Linked DNA regions of Mus musculus: regions 2 and 3 are each linked to region 1. Evidence: chromatin contacts called from public HiChIP or PLAC-seq data. All regions are on one chromosome and are shown on one strand. The core of a region is the stretch at or near the end of the contact, and the rest is flanking DNA. Distances in the headings are between cores, read along the strand shown. Region 1 holds the start of Ccdc182 (coiled-coil domain containing 182). Region 2 overlaps Msi2 (musashi RNA-binding protein 2). Region 3 overlaps Msi2 (musashi RNA-binding protein 2).

Region 1 (2,564 bases), core at 39-2,538:
TAACCCCCGGGAGCTTACTCTGTGCTGTTCCACAGTGACAAAATAAAATATCAGAGGCTGAGAGATCTACAAAACAACAAAAACATTTGTTTCCCTGTAATTCTGTAATCCCAGAAGCTGGCAAGTCTAAAATCAGGGAGCTGGTGTCTGGTGAGGACTCTCATGCTATGCCTTCCCATGTGGAAGAAAGGCAAAGGTGGCAAGAGAAACAGAAAAGGGGTCAAGCAGAGATGATTACGGTAATGAACCCCATTCTAGAGATGACACCATCCATCTGATATGCTCTGCCTTCAAAAGCCCCTCACTTCTCAACGCTGATAGGATGTCAGTTTCAACATGAGGTGGGAAGGAGACAGACATTTAAAACTTGGCACTAGATGCTGCTGTGGCTGCTGTCCCAGGAAGGGTCATTGGTAGGATAGGAGAGCAGGAACCAGTTTGAAGAGGTAATTTATCTAGCTCTAGATGGATTGGCTTCAAGGTCGGTTGTTGGGGGGGGCGTTTATGTTTGGAGTCCCAGTGGGAGGTCTGGGCAAGAGACTGCAATATACAAAGGCAGAGTTTTGGACTGAGCCACATGTGGCTAGGAACATTTGCCTCTGTTAGAGTAACCAGGCAAAACCACACGATTTACCCGTATCCACAGACTCCTATCTGCCACCATCCAGGAACGTTGGGAAACATTACTTACACTCATTCCCTAGCTCCAGAATCCGGCAAGCACCCGGGAAGTTTTAACTGAATGAATATGAACGGCTCACTTTTATCCCTCGGGCATTTCTGTGAACCACCCTTTAAGAGCACACACATTTATCACAGTAAGTCGATCACCTATGCATTCTGGCATCATCTGGCCATTGCGGGAATATGGATATGGGATGGGATTACTCCTCTAGCATCTTGCACCATCATTTCTAAGAATGCCTTTGTCCTATTGGTGAGCCCGAGGAAGCCCAGACACCAGGCCGTGAAATCAGCTGTGCTCCTTATGGGGTAGGAGACTGCTCGGTCTTGGCAGCCTGTGAACCTGACCTGGCTTGCCTTGACTTAGCCAGTTTTCTCCACTCCCTCAGATTTGCCCTCGGGGTTAAAGGAACGCTTGAACGCCAGTTCTGACTGGGTGACCGATTAATGAAAAGCCTCATTTCAGGAGACTTGGGAAGCGCAGTAAATCTGTAGGTTACCAACAATATGCAAAATAGTGAACTGGGGGTTTTCTTTCTGATTGGCTGAAGGGTCGTGATGTCACAATGAGATGGGTCCAACGACTTCAAGTGATAGTGTTTCTAGCTCCCAAATCTCTGACTCAGTTTCTTGGCTTCCTCTCTGCAGAAGGAGATAATGGAAGCCCTCTTTCAGGCAGGGTCCATTCTTATGAAGGTGAATACCTTACAGGGCAAGAAGATGGTGGAAAGCGGGCTCCAGTCTGGGGACCTTTCCCTGTCTCAGTCATGGCCCTCCTACCTCCCTCTGCCGGCCGACTTGGAGATCCTACAGCAGAAGGTGGCCGGGGTACAAAGGGAGTTGGAGGACTTCAAGGAGGAGGCACTGAAGGCCATCCGTTACTTGGAGGACGCCTTCTGCCAGATGAGTGGCGTCCTGGCACAGCAGGAGGAGCAGGCGGCGCGAGTGAAGCAGCGGCTGAGGGAGGAGGAGGACCGAGGCATCGTCCGCAACAAGGTCCTCACCTTCCTCCTGCCCCGGGAGAAGCAGCTTCGTGAACACTGCCAGCGGTTGGAGAACATGTTGGTCAGGAGCCACAACCCGCTGCGAGCCATCAGGAAGAGCCAGGCGGACTGAGCGGCCCGCGCCCGAGTGTGCGCCCGAGCTGGCGGGCAAGATTGTTTTTTAATGGAAGGACAAACGCTAAGTCCCCATTTATTCCCCTTGCCCCATTTTTATTGCTTTCCTGCTACCAAAATAACACCATGCAGAGAGGCAAAAAAGACCTCAATATGGTTTTCGGGTGAAGTTCCGTTTATCCAGCCTCGTCAAGGAAGGAGGCCCCAGACACTATGTCAGACCTGTAACCATCCCCTCGAACTGTTTCCCGTTTGTAATGGTACGGTTGCTTGGATGTAGGGGCATTTTTCTTGAGTATTCTTAAACTGGTTGTGTTGAACAGATTTAACCTTTCTTTTAATGACTCCAGGCTTTCGTGATTTATCACTTCACAATTGGTTTCCTGAGACCTGTCAGTGTGTGTTCTATACCGAGACAGGTTGGGGGCTTAGTGAGAGAGAGGGCTTGCCCGCATCCTGAACTGGACTCAGACGGCCGGCTTTGTGTAATTCCTGACCTCGCCGTTTCAGTCTGCTTGCATAGTTGGACTATTGGTCCTCTCTTTTCCTTACTGCTTTGGTTCAACTCTGCTTCCTCTCCATTTACCCCGAAGACAGGCTGCTCCGTGGGGTGAACCTTGTTAGGTTTCTGATGGTGGAACTCTCGGCTCGCCACTGCACTCAAGGTGACATCTATAAGTTCGCACAATAAAACAGTGAAACTGACACCTTTATTTGACTCTCTGAACAGTAGTTGCTAGGGTGTCTGGCCATGTATCAAAC
Region 2 (2,564 bases), core at 43-2,542, 410 kb after region 1:
AGCAGGTTTGCCCACACTTGCCCGTCACTCTGAATAGCACTACCCCAGTGTCACTGTGAAGGAGATGAAGGTACCTGCTTCCTTCTGACACAGGCTGACAACAAAGCCAGGGGACACTTAAGGGCCTGGCCACAAAATCAGCCTCCCTGAAGACTCTCCAGGTGAGCTACCTGCAAGGCTGTTGTCCTCAAAGAGTGAGACATTCTCCCCCAAGACTAGACATGAGAATGTAGAACTCTCCAAGACACTAAATTATGTATGAAGCATGTGTTGCAATTGTGTTGCATTCATGTCACCAATGGGAAGCGTTATCAGGGTAGGACCTTTCTGGAATTTTAAAATAAATAAATAAACAAACTCACAGAACTTGCTGTATAGGCCAAGCTGGCCTGGAACTCACAGAGATCTGCCTGCCTCTGTCTCCTGAGTGCTGGGGTTAAAGGGATGGACCACCACGGCTTACAGGTTTTCTTCTCCCCCTTCCCCCAGTTTGAACCAACTTCAAGGATAAAGCACAAATGGGGTTTTCACAGTCTCCCTTCCAGTGTACTAACAGTGCACAGCTCTGTGACAGTGACCTCGCATGTCACCCATCCTGGCTCCAGCAGGTGACCAGAGTAGAACAAAACTCCACCTACCTTAAAATCTGACTTCTAGGCTGAAGAGATGGGATTGTTGTGTGTGTGTGTGTGGGGGGGGGGTGTCCACAGCCAAGTCTGCTCATCTGAGTTTAATCACAAATACTCACATGGTGGAAAGAGAGAAATAACTCTGACAAGCTGCCCTTTAACCTCCACATGCATGCCAGGGTATGTGAGTACACACAGATATACACAAATACACACATTCTTTTACACACACTCATACACACACACACACACACACACACACACTCTCTCACACATTCTCTCTCACACATTTTTTTTCTTAGTTTCAAATTGGCTGTGCAGCAACTGGAAACAGGGGCCAGTCTGGGTGCAGGCCACCGCGACACACCACAGGCATTCAAACCCACACTGAACAAGGAAGCAAAAAAAAAAAAAAAAAAAAAAAAAAAGCACACAGAGAGAGACCCACACACAAGCAAACACACAAAAAGTGCACAACACGTTCAGCTGGAAACAAATCATGGGAACTGCGACTTGGCTGTTCCCTTGTCTCCTTCCCGCCAGAGTGGTCACCTCATTAATGTCACTCAGCATCCCATTTTGCTACACTGTGTCTTTCTGCACTCAGTTCCAGTAGGCAGCCCAGAAGCCCACTTCCATTGTAAACTTCTGGTCTCTGGGAAACTATCAAAAGCTTTTGATTGGAGAGAGGGAGGGAAACCTCTTCCAGAGCTCCCACACGCTCAGCCCCCCTCCTCCAGTGGCTTCTCTTTGGTGCTTTATTCAACATCACCGCACACACAAATCATGCTCTGAAAGTCGTTTACGGGATGTCATCTTAGGATAAAAAAAAAAAAAAAGAAAAGAAAAGAAAAAGAAAAGAAAGAGCGCAGTGTCCGTGTGTCTGCAATTGCCCAAAGAGAATAATTCATTTCTGTGGAGGCTATGGGTGAAGCCCTGAATGCATTCCTACACCGTTTTCCTGCCCTTCAAAACAATAAAAATGTAAAAACCCAGATGAAGCAGGCTTGGAGGGTGGCGGGAACGACAGTCTCTTGACCCCCAATGAATTTATTCTCCAGAACCTTCTAAAGCACTCTCCCCAGAATTCATCGTCAAGACCATTTTATTAGATTTTTCTAAACCCTTGAAATTGTCACATAATTGAAACAGAAACAGCAATTTGGAGTTCTGAATGGATTTCTTAAAAAGACGACTCTGTGCTCGCCCCACATCCCTCAGCTGGCCGCTCTTGCCCCTAACCTAAATGCTAGCCCCTTGCACACAAAACCCTATTTATCTTTTAAATCCTCCCCTACCATAAAAGTTACACATTCCCCTAATGCCATAGATTTCAGGACATTTGGGAGAAACATCCCAGACAACAGGCTAAAAAAAGAATCCATTAGCATTAACTTGCCTGTCACAGCCAGTGACAGATAAATGAATGTGGTGCTTTCAGATCAGTCATTGGTGAAACTACCCCCAGGCAGATAAAGACCAGCCCCGGGAGAGAGAAGGCTCTAGAGGAGACCTCTCCCAGTGGGGTCTCAGCTCTTCCCTAGCTACAGCCCAGGACTTTACTCTCAAAGGCAGGGAGAGAAAAAAAAACCCACAGGCATCCAACACAGAGAAGGAAATGAATTCCTCACGCCCGCTGAGCATGGCCAAGATAAAGGGTGCATGCTATCTTGCCCCCGAAAGCCAAGACCCCATGAGCCAGCCAAGCCATTGCCATCAAGTTTCCCATCACAGTGTGCTGGACCATCCATCATCTACATGCAGAATAACCATGCCAAGCTATCTGCAGGTTGCTGGGTACAGTCCTCTTCTGGTGTGGACAGTGCCATTTCTGGGGACAGGAACAGGTAAACCAATGCTTCCATTTGTACCCACTGTGTGCACTCACCCAGAGGCATTGCCTCATTCCATCCCCTTTAAAAAGTCTAGAATGAG
Region 3 (2,564 bases), core at 37-2,536, 290 kb after region 1:
GAGGCTAGGGAGCTGAATCTATTTCTAACTCCACTGGCCAGAGCAGAAACAAGGTTGGGAGGCTGACGCGAGCAGGAAGACACAAGACACAAGCACAGGGAGGATTTACAGCCAGCATAGCGATCTTGTTAACTGGTGGTGATGCTGTCTGCCACCTGGGCCTAAACGGGGAATGTGGGAAATGAGGCAGCACTTTGCTGTCCCCTGTCCCCTGTCCTCTTCTCCATAAGATATGCTTCTGAAAGGAGGGATTAACACAAACCAGACAGAGGACAGGAATGACGTGGGGACAAGGTTGGCTTTGCATCTGGCTATCTCAGGATCATGAACTGAGGGAATGAGTCTTCCTGGCCCCACTTACAAGTCTAAGGAACACTCCGGGCTCTGGAAGATGCCAAGCAGATGAGCAAGGAGGCCCCCTTCCCTCCTGCCAGCCCACCTGCGCAAACCACTTCAGAGGATGAAGGCCCCGTGGGAGCAGAGACAGCCACAAAGGACACACACAGATTTTTGTTTTCCAGGCTACTTCTGAGAGAATCACACACTGTACAGAGCTGTTTATCTGTGCCACACATTTGGAAGTGATAAAAAAAAAAAAATCTATCCCAGGATCACAGTCCACTTTCAGGAATATGGTAACTTGCCTCTTTATTTCTCACAAATCCCTTGCTTTTCCAATTTCAAAGGCTTTATGCCAGGGGTTTTGTTTTGTTTTGTTTTTCCTTCTAGGTAAGACTTTCCTCACACTTTCTGAATCAAAAGGAATCCAAACAGAGGCCACAGCCACACCTCCATATACCTACTACAGCCTGGGGCTAAAAAGCAGGCACCAGGTTTTCACTCTCAAAATATGCACTCCCAGAGCCCCCACATCAGTGGACTAAAGGAGGGATTCCTATGTGAAAAAGCCAGTTCATTCTGGTTTCCAACTGTTTTTCCTATGAAGTTTTCAAACACCAATCACTCTTTGGAGCCTTAGCTAACTTTCTCAGCCCCTCACACAGCCCAGCTCCTACAGAAGGTGCTAAGAGCACTCCACCCACCCACGATCTTCCCAGAGAGCTCCCTTCCCTGGAAGCCAGGAAGTTATAACTTCCCAGACCCTATCCTTCCTTGCTGTCTTTGCCCCTCACCATCACCACCACCAGCTAGCCCACGAAGGGGTTAAGGCCCTCATATCAAGCCACAGACTCAGGCCCAGGCCCAGAGGGGACATGGGAACCAGGGCAGCGGGTGATAAAAGGCTGGATTGTAGCAGCCCACTGGATTGGAAATGACTTGCCGGCCTAATGAAACAGAACGCTGGCAGTAAGACAGAATGAAAGGAGAGAGACAATGGACACCAAGACAAAGGGTGCAGAGTCGGTTCAGCTCAGCAAAATGAGCTCACTTTGTTGTTGGGAAAAGCCAAAGCCGATTAGGATAAACCAATGACTAAGCATAAGTCTTCCAAACTAATTACACAGCTCGCCATGTGAAGTATAATTGGAAGCCTCCATGGCTCTCACTGGAGTACTGTGAAGTCAGCATCACCTAGGGAGCCGAGGGGAGCAGAGCTGGCCACTGGAGCTGCCCTGGCGCCTCGCCCCGGGAGCAGCTGAGAAGTGGGAAACTTTCTTCTCCATCCAGCACAAGGCAGAGGGGTCAACTCTGCTTCCAGTCCTCTTTGATCAAATTTCTATCATGAATGTAAGTATGAGAATGAAACTTGAAGAAGGGGCCCAAAGGGGAGTGGGAGAGGAGGAAGAAGAGGAGGAGGAGGAGGAGGAGGAGAAGGAGGAGGAGGAGGAGGGCTTCTGCAGCCCAGGGCACTTTGTTAAGAGATAGGCTCTTTGGAGTCGTTCTGCTCCAGCATATCAGAGCATCAGTCATCTGCCAGCTTTTGGAATGGTCTATATACATCATTGCTGTTATGTATGAAATCACAAACACAGATAATGTCCACCAAAAAACCAAGGCAGTTAAATAAATTACTGGAGATGAGTGGGTTTTGACAAATGAATAAGCCCTGTTCCCTGTGCATGAGAGTCTGCTGACTGCCCAAGGAGCAGACAGGGTTTTATCAAGAGCACAGAGAGCCTAGCTCGTGCCACAAGGGCCTATCCTGGCTCTACCCAGCCTGGCTGTGTGAGCTTGGACAACTTCTTTCCCACCATCCACATCCATCCTGGAGATGCCATGTGTCTAACTTGACATCTTTGAAAGCACATTTTAAAATGTATTTAAGAGCTCAGCACCAAACACATGTAACTGTAAATCAGAAACATCAACACACCGTAAAACCATCTTAAGATGAAGGTTTGAACGTCATGAGTTTGGATCATTCAGACCCCGCCTGGGACAGGAAGACTGAAAGTAACTTATTCAGTTTTTCTGGGCCTTACTCATAGGACGACAATTCTAGCTTATAAATAGTGCCCTTTTCCAAATAAAGAATGCAGTCTCCAATCAAGACGCACTATCCCTGCATCACGAGTCCCAGAAATAAACTGTAATGTGGTGACAACTGTTTTGCTTACTATATACCACGCTTGCTACTGTGAGCAATGTATTGTTTGGTTAGT

What was found. HiChIP or PLAC-seq counts read pairs in DNA pulled down with a chosen protein or histone mark.
Region 2: an H3K4me3 HiChIP or PLAC-seq map of stem cell-derived neural progenitor cells shows a contact between it and region 1, with 12 read pairs. The contact joins the enhancer-like site here to the promoter of Ccdc182 in region 1. A contact is called at or near these places in 15 of 39 promoter capture datasets (3T3-L1-derived adipocytes, the C10 cell line, the HPC-7 cell line and 9 more), 3 of 484 Hi-C or Micro-C datasets (the HL-1 cell line, the Patski cell line and embryonic stem cells), 27 of 115 datasets of contacts at active chromatin or transcription factors (the 230-238 cell line, the NIH/3T3 cell line, the SCID.adh cell line and 19 more) and 1 of 9 other capture datasets (macrophages).
Region 3: an H3K27ac HiChIP or PLAC-seq map of stem cell-derived neural progenitor cells shows a contact between it and region 1, with 5 times the contacts expected there. The contact joins the enhancer-like site here to the promoter of Ccdc182 in region 1. A contact is called at or near these places in 7 of 39 promoter capture datasets (the 3T3-L1 cell line, epiblast stem cells, hippocampal neurons and 4 more), 2 of 484 Hi-C or Micro-C datasets (cerebellar granule neurons and nephron progenitors), 9 of 115 datasets of contacts at active chromatin or transcription factors (astrocytes, cardiomyocytes, differentiating embryonic stem cells and 6 more) and 1 of 9 other capture datasets (adipose tissue).

Annotation. Positions count from the first base shown.
Region 1 is chr11:88,292,755-88,295,318 of GRCm38.p6, forward strand. It overlaps Ccdc182 (coiled-coil domain containing 182), which reads left to right and starts at 1,289. Exons shown (of 1, transcript NM_028859.1): 1 at 1,289-2,507. The coding sequence starts at 1,342. The coding sequence ends at 1,800.
Region 2 is chr11:88,701,264-88,703,827 of GRCm38.p6, forward strand. The region is part of intron 5 of Msi2 (musashi RNA-binding protein 2); the gene reads right to left. Among named protein-coding and RNA genes, the nearest start is that of Msi2, 16 kb to the right of the region's middle. Within about 2 kb of position 1,293, at least 47 of the 459 cell types and tissues checked have an H3K27ac peak or open chromatin away from gene starts, as enhancers often do. A contact at or near this core is called in embryonic basal ganglia, embryonic forebrain, neural stem cells and 1 more, where this site is marked.
Region 3 is chr11:88,584,000-88,586,563 of GRCm38.p6, forward strand. All of the region lies in intron 6 of Msi2 (musashi RNA-binding protein 2), which reads right to left. Among named protein-coding and RNA genes, the nearest start is that of 0610039H22Rik, 34 kb to the right of the region's middle. Within about 2 kb of position 1,287, at least 105 of the 459 cell types and tissues checked have an H3K27ac peak or open chromatin away from gene starts, as enhancers often do. A contact at or near this core is called in astrocytes, differentiating embryonic stem cells, embryonic forebrain and 3 more, where this site is marked.